Regions from separate parts of the Rattus norvegicus genome. Here region 2 is linked to region 1. The links are chromatin contacts, called in public Hi-C maps. All regions are on one chromosome and are shown on one strand. The core of a region is the stretch at or near the end of the contact, and the rest is flanking DNA. Distances in the headings are between cores, read along the strand shown.

Region 1 (3,880 bases), core at 871-3,370:
AAAAGAGGCTGAAAGCCAAGGCAAGCCAGCATGCTGGGTGGTTGCAGGGCCAGCCCATGTGGTTTATTTGTATGCATTTGACCCTTAGGACCCATTGGGTTCCAGGATGTCCACAAATGTCAAAAATCTGCACATGTTTAAGTCCTACATACAGTGGAGTAGTATTTGCGTGAAGAGCTCGGACATACTGTGAGGACCAAACCAAAAATGGGGTGATGTCCTGCAAAAGAAGCCAGAGAGTATGTGACAGACTGCATACCAACTAAACATGAAAAACGAAGAGAGGGAGGTGACTTTACATGGCCTGTCAGCTTTCTGATTTCACTGTAAATGTGGTCTACGACCTCTGTGAAAATGGCCAACAGCTCCCTGCACCTGGCCCTTGGGAAATTTCCATTGTCCCTGGGCTCCCAGTGACTCTTCAGAAGGGCAGGCATCCGGCAAGGGTGGCAGGCTCAGAGCCAAAGGCAGAGGAATGAATAAATGATGGTGTTTCTGGGCAGAGCCAGCCAGAATTACAGTTAATGAAACCTGAATCTTGAGGCTTCAATCACCAGGGACCCTGCCTGGTCCCTCACCATTGGCTGTGGCCCTGGAGGTGTCTGGGAACATCTTTTTGTCTACTTTCATTATGGCTCATTGAGCAGAGAGAATGAAGTGACAACTATATTTGGTCTGTTTATTCTAGCCATTGTAAGGAAATGAGGTTGAAGACAGGATTCAAGGTTGCCGGGGTCACCAGGAATGGGCCTGTGTACTGTGCTGGCTTCTCCTGGTATTTCAAGAAGCCACACTCAGATGCAGACGGCACTGTAGGTGTTGGAAGCATCTGGAAGTTGGGAGAAATGGGGCTTGTTAGCCCACGGGCACAAGATTTCTGTACACAGAATCAGTAAGTTCTGGGGCGTAATGAGCAGTAGGTCAAAGATTGTGTCGCATGCTTGTCATTCGAGAACTGAGTAAATCATAACTATGCCAACCATTTTTACAAAAACGAGTAACTTGTGAAATGTCCCTGATGTTAATTAGATACCAATTCACAATGAATGTGCATGCCTTTCTAAAAGGACTTGTCAATCGGACCTCAAGAAAGCTAGAAATTCTTTTTCCAAAGCAAACAAACCAAATGTACAGCTCGTGCCTGGTGGTGGGGAGTTCTGGGTAAGGATGGTCGATGGGGCCAGCGGCTTCCTGGTACTCGCTCAGTCAGAGAGGGGTCGGAGCTTCCTTTAGATAACAAATCTCAGTGCACAGGGTTCTGTTGTAGATGTCAGGGTACACCATGCAGCTGGCATGGCACTGAAGAGAAGGAGCCTCAGCATGAACCCACAAAACATGTGAAAGAATCCCCAAGAAGGAAGTCAAAGCAGGAACATGGCCACTGCAGGGTAGGAAGGAGGGGTCCAGGAAATCTTAAAGAGATCATCTGGAGCTGAGGCAGCGTCAATGCCAGAGTTTCGTAGGCCAGTCATGGGCGATCTTCAGATGAAACAATGTCAGGGTGGGAAGGCCACAGTAGGGCTGCTTGGCTGGGTGGGAATTGGGTACAGGGAAGGCCTTTACTCTGATTGCCCCAGGAGACATAGATGCAGTGCGAGGGCATGTCCAGTGCTCCCCTGCTCCTCTTCTCTCCCACATAGAGGTAGAAGACTTGATCTCATTACTCCGTGCAACCGCGATACTCTTCCAGACCCCAGAACCTCATGAAGTGAGGGGACATCTAGGAAGGCCAGGGCACACACACAGCAAAGGAGAAGTAGTGTCCAGGTCTTTTAGGGAGAGGAGTCAACTCTGCACCTGCCCATCCATCCATCCATCCATCCATCCATCCACCCACCCACCCATCCATTCTCCCTCCAATCAGGAGAAATTTGCACATTTTCTGAGCTTTACCCTTGCAAGGGCCCAGACAGGAGCCGGGAACACCTCAGTAAAAACAGCTCCTGCCTTGTTCTGAAGTGGCTGCTGCAGCTAAGAGAAGGGCATTTCTCCCTCTTGCAGTTTGGTGCCATCTAGTGGCAACTTGTGGTATCAGATGAAACAGATGAGCGTGATTCTGGGCTGGGTGATTCCCTGACTTCCTGACTTTGCAGCATATCTCTTGGTTGATTCATGCCTTTGTCTAGGTCTCATCTGGGGACATGGGGCTGGGAAAATGCTGGAGATGGAGAAAGCACTGTCTGTCTTAGCGCCTGTGCTTTCCTGCATAGGGGTTGTCTAGATGACTGCCCCCTCTTTGGCTGCCTCCACTTCCTTTGGCACTAGTTGCTATTCTGAATTAACATGTTGTGAAGTTTACATAACTGCCTAGTTACCCAAGAACTCTGGCCACTTGAGGGAGCTTTCTTTAGGACAGTAGGCAGAGATCCCCGTTTATAACAGCCCCTTGGGCCTAGAAAAGTCACTGAGGGCTCTTCTGGAGAACTGGCCTAGGTGGGCTCCTACCTCCTTTGACATTTGACCTTGGAAATATTTTTGACGCCATGCTTGTCTCTAGAGCCTTCTAACCTCCCTTGAGGAGTCCTTTGGCCTTGGGCTGCTGACTGACTCCTGGTCCTCCCCAGTCAACTTCTGGTTGTCAGGGGTGGGGTGAGATTGGGGGTGGGGCTCAGCAAGTTCTATCTGGACGTCTGGACTCTGTTGATCTGTCTGTCTATCTGTATTTGGGCATGTGGAAGCCAAGACATGGTTTCTAAGCTTCCCTACCAATAGGGTGGCTGATGGGACGAGAACAGAAATAATGGTTCCAGGACTTCGAAAGTGTGTTCTTTAAGGAAAGTTATGTCCTTTGGGGCCCCCTTTCCATCTCCCTGGGGGGGGGTTATAATGCAAATTTGGGGGGAATTCTTAGACTGCATGGATTCTACATTCTCATGGTACCCTTGACATCCACTTCGGAGGGTCAAAATGGCTGTTTAAGCCATTGTTATAGACTGTGTTACAGCGGGTGGATGTATATCCTGCCTACTGACAGAAGCAGCTGGAGCACGGGCAAGGACAGTTAATAACAGGGAGAGACATTTGCAGTGTGGCCTTACATGAGAGACTGCCCCACAGAAGCAGGTGCTGCGGCTTCTCATTCTTTTTAAAATGATGCCTGTGATAAGTTCATATAAAATGTTGGCACGGTGCCTGAGAACATGTGAGGGAGGTTTATCCTGAGGTAGTAATGTGTGAACGACCTTAAGTTCAGTTCGCTTTAGAGAACGTTTCCAAAAGAACACAAGAGAAGGAAAGACAACCATGATACAGCACTTGAAGTCTGAATGAGGGGTTTAGGCTCAGACATTTTCAGAAGTCAGAGAGCAGTCGGCGCTGCGTGCGGGGTGGGATGCTGCACGGGGGGTAGCGTGTGAAGCACGGCGCACAGTGTGCTGTGTGCACGTGTTCCATATTGTAGACAAGACACTAACGCAGCATAAGACAGAGCCGGTGCTCCAGCCGAACAGCAGGGCATCTTCTGGGGGAGCTTCCCTCCCTTCTACCCTCTCTCCAGTGCTCCTCCTCCCTTCTCAGCAATCCCCCCACTAAACGTCAAAGGCAGGAGAGCCAAGGCAGGTGCTCCCAGCGAGGCGACTGCAGAGAGAAGAGGACACGGGATCACTCAGAGACAGTTGGATTTAGCACAGGCATTAACGGGTTAGGCTGAAGTGATGGGGAGGAAGAAATGCTAGAATAGAGCATGACAGAAAGTGGAAGGAGAGGGGTGGGGAGAATGGTGGGAATTGAGGAGAGGCTTGGTCTTACTTTGGGTGTAAGGACAGGGTTACAGAGGTAGAAGGGCTGTCTGCATCGTGCGCCTTTACCCTAGTGACACTAACTAATCAATCCCTGCCACTAAGGGGGATCCTTTCCCATTTGTAAAGCCCTTCTTCCTGGA
Region 2 (3,880 bases), core at 656-3,155, 220 kb after region 1:
GGCAAACACTCACTCCGGCCCTCTTGGTCACTCTTTGGCAATTCATGATCTCTGGGCACTTCGGGTTACCCTGCTGCTGTTCGTGTGTGTACCCTTTAATGACAGGGTGGATGCTGCTCGTGACATTGGAAGCCTTTTTCCTTTAGCTGGGAATGTCAGAATTCCTGAGATCTAAAGTTAGGGCCTACCGCCCACCCCTCAATGTTTAAGTACCAAGATGAGTGTGGGCAGGCATCGGTTGACAAACATTTAGGGCGGCCACCCCTATTTTTAGTCCAGATACTTATAGAAAGACACATGCCGACTAGCCCACAACTGGGAATCACACACCCTGATTCTGCCCAAATAAGGTGGCAGAGAATGTTAGCCCCCAGTGCGAGTGGACCCAACAGGTGGACAGCACAAAGAGGCCTGGATGCCAGGGATGGGCTTTTTGCGGGTCAGATTCCAACAGAGATGGGCAAGTCCAAACTGTGCCGTGGGCTCAGTCTTCTTGGCTCTCCTGAGGTGGCCCTGCCTTCTTCCGCTGGAAGGGAGGCTCGGCTACTTGATAGGGCCTTTACTCTTGTCTTTCCCCCCTTTTCAGTTCCAGCAAAGAACTTGGTCTTCATGCATGTTGAGTAAGTCCTCTACCCCTAGTTACCTACACCTCTAGTTCAAGAGCCATAAACTCTTACAGGAGCCATCTGCAGAGCGGGCCACAGGCTGCAGAGGCACAGAGAGGTTGCTGTGTTTGTGTCCTCATCAAATTTGTCTGAAGCTGCTTTAAACCCAAATGGGGTGTGGAGAGACAATTGAGTGCCTTGATGTACGTTCCTCTGAAAGAGAGCTCCTGTGTATAGGACGCCACCTATCCACACTTGAAGGCTATGTGGGCTCCTTCTCCGGAAAGTGCCAAGGTCTTAGGAAGTCCATCTAGAAGGCAGCAGCTGAAGTTATGCTCAACCTCATCACCCAGCTCATCAGGGACAGGGATGAGGGACAGTGCACATCTGTGCACATGCACGCATGCATGCACACACACGTGCACATGCATGTGCATGTGCACATGCCTGCATGTTGCAGCCAGGATCATGGGGTTAGAGGTAGCAGGTGACATTTGCCTCAGGGACAGCAGCCATGATATATCCATCCAGGTCCGGACTGCACAGGCTCTTAAGAGCCGGTTCCAGTACTTTGCTCTGTCTCATTACAAGAACTCCTACAAAACTTGTGGGCGGAAGCTCCTGCTGGGTTTGCTCGAACTTCCTCCTGGGGTCTCACACATCCCAGTGCAGGGCAAGGCATCCTGCAGTTCCATGACTCTGTTGGCAGACAAGCCCTGCTAGGGCTATCCATCCTCCAGCCTTTGCAGAGCTGGGGGATTGGTGAGGCTCTCTACAGCCCAAGAGGGACTCCCCCAGCTCGTGACCCTAGCAGGAGGCAGGTCGCCTGCTGGATGGATCCTTACCCAGGGGCTCATTAGAGAGCAGGGCTAGACCTCCCAGTGAGATAGCGAGAGCAGAGGAGCTAGGGCGGATAGGGAGGATTTTTCTCCCTGAGGAGGGGAAAGGCTGCCGCCGAGTGGCCAGAGGGCTGGCTAGCAGGAATTATTGCTCTAGTGCACAGCTCCACCCACTGACTAGGTTTGTCTCCATAAGATAATTCCCTCAGCGGGAAGGAAGGAAATCTCCTAAACTGGAAGATTCAGAGATTACTGGAATGCCTCAAGGCTTAGCGGGGATCCAAGCACAGTACAGAGAGGGTGGTGTCTCAGGGACCTGCAAAGGCTGAGCTGACCACAAGGCAGGAGTCCCAGCCTTGGGACCCAGAAGAAGGATCCCAGTGTTCAGGAAAACATGAACCTGGGTCGTATTGTTAACTAGGGCGGGACCTGGGGAGGCCTGGGCAGGGCTTGGGGCTCTGACGTTGGTTAGAGCTTCCTTCCATGCTCTCTTCCCTCTTCCCCAGTGGTCTGAGCTGCAGTGACAGCCTCTGGGTTGCCGGGTTTTGCTCCTGGCTCTGCATACAGGCCTCTGGCTTTCTCATCTGTGTCCTCATTTCCCTGTCAGTGCCATCTGTGTTCATAACAAATGTTCCCATTAAGAGCAACGCTCACCAAGCCGAGGACCCAAAGAGGAGACCTGGGAAGTTGATGATTGGGGGTTAAAAGCAGGCTGACCCCTAGGGACCTGGCCTCCCTAGAGGATGCCGTTCATGGTCCCTGCCTTCTGTCCACTACAAACAGAAAGAGGTGTATCTGTCAGCAAAGAGTTTGGTCCAAGGGGAGAATGGGACACATTTCTGAGGTTGGAATGTCAGCCAGAAATCCTGCTCTCACCCGTAGCCCGTGAGTGCAGTTCTGGGTCTTTCCTAGGTCCACAAGTGGTTCAGTGTAGCTGCAGCAGCAGGCTTAATGTAAAGAAATGTCAGTGCAATGGAGCTTATTGGGGGTTTCATCCAATAGAGAAAATCAAGGTCATTGTGTGTGTGTGTGTGTGTGTGTGTGTGTGTGTGTACGCATGTGAACAGGTGCACATTGTGTGGGTAGATTTCTGTAGGAAAGAGATATCTGTATGTTTCCAAAAGGAACTGTAGTCCAAACAAGGCTGTGAGATTTGCTTCAGAATCTCCAGGATTCACTTGCTTGTCAAGTGTCTCAGATAAAACTTCCAAACTAGGGGCTGAGGAGATAAATGATCAGTGGCTAACATCACTTGTTGCTCTGCTAGAGGACCTAAATTTAGTTCTCGGCACCAAATCCAGGCAGCTTATAGCTGCCTGTACTCATAACTCCAGGAGGACTGATATTTCTACTAGTCTCCTTAGTCATGTGGACTTACACATGCATGAAGACACCTGTGTATACACACAATTAGAAGTGAAACCAGTCTGTAAAAATAAATCCTGAACTGTTACAATGACTCCACTCCCCACCAAACATAGAAACCAGCTGACCTGTAAGAGTCCACGATTTGCTGAAGAATGATACCCGGGACCCAAATAGTATGTAAACTCAAAGAACATTTTATTCTGCTGAGGTCCAGCATGCTGGGGTCTACCATCTATAAAGATGGAGAGACCCCAAAGTGAGCTCATAGACCTGACTTAAAGCATATTAGGGGTATTCTGGGGAGGGGTAGGTGAACTCTGTAGGATTAATGGTGGGGCCCCATGTCTGCTCCACCATAGGGCTCAAGACACTCAGGGAAGCAGGATGTTGGAAGTTGACTGTGCTTACCGGACAGGTGTTGTGCTGTGGGGAAGCCTCTGGACACCGCTCCACGGGTGGGGAAGCACAGTCTGTGGCACAGGACACAGCCAGAGTTGGCTCGGGGGTCCCTGGGCTTGCAAGGAGGGGAGGCAGCCTGGTTCTCAGGCTCTTGGGCAGGCCCGAGGGACTGGATCCTGGGGCTGAGGTGGGGAAGAGGGGGAGCTTTGGTTGGTCCTGCCTGGTCCTGTCTTTGGCTTGACTACAGTAGGCTTGAGCTTGGCTGTCGCTGCTAGGAGTGCAAGGAGGCTTTCTTTAGGAGATTAGATGGCTCTGTAGGTGAAGGCCTTCTCTATGGCTCCCCATAGTGGATTCCGATGAAAAGAGGCAGTTCATGGTTTCAAGACATTTATTGTCATGGCAGAAAGTGGATGAGTAAAACTATACCTCCCTTCTCAGAGTGGGCCTGAGATTAAATACCTTTTGCAGGGAGGAGAGGCTGGGAAGGGAAAGTCCTTGGCTAAGCCTCCAGGCCTTTAGGTACCTCATTATAATGGAGATCTGTCTTCAGACTACATCACTTGTGGTCACATCCTCTACCTGTAGAGGGGTATGGAGCGTTATCCTTATGTGACTGATGGCCACAAATCTATGGAGGGCTGCAGCTATGACTGGCCTGGTTTCCCGGTA

Evidence for each region. A called contact is a pair of places that touch in the nucleus more often than the background predicts.
Region 2: a contact with region 1 is called in a Hi-C map of the A7r5 cell line, with 3 times the contacts expected there. The contact joins two enhancer-like sites. A contact is called at or near these places in 3 of 12 Hi-C or Micro-C datasets (the A7r5 cell line, Schwann cells and frontal cortex).

Annotation. Positions count from the first base shown.
Region 1 is chr16:7,846,926-7,850,805 of GRCr8, forward strand. No RefSeq gene overlaps it. Among named protein-coding and RNA genes, the nearest start is that of Drgx, 12 kb to the right of the region's middle. Within about 2 kb of position 2,121, at least 5 of the 93 cell types and tissues checked have an H3K27ac peak or open chromatin away from gene starts, as enhancers often do. A contact at or near this core is called in the A7r5 cell line, where this site is marked.
Region 2 is chr16:8,069,611-8,073,490 of GRCr8, forward strand. The region is part of intron 1 of Tmem273 (transmembrane protein 273); the gene reads left to right. Among named protein-coding and RNA genes, the nearest start is that of Tmem273, 16 kb to the left of the region's middle. Within about 2 kb of position 1,906, at least 9 of the 93 cell types and tissues checked have an H3K27ac peak or open chromatin away from gene starts, as enhancers often do. A contact at or near this core is called in the A7r5 cell line, where this site is marked.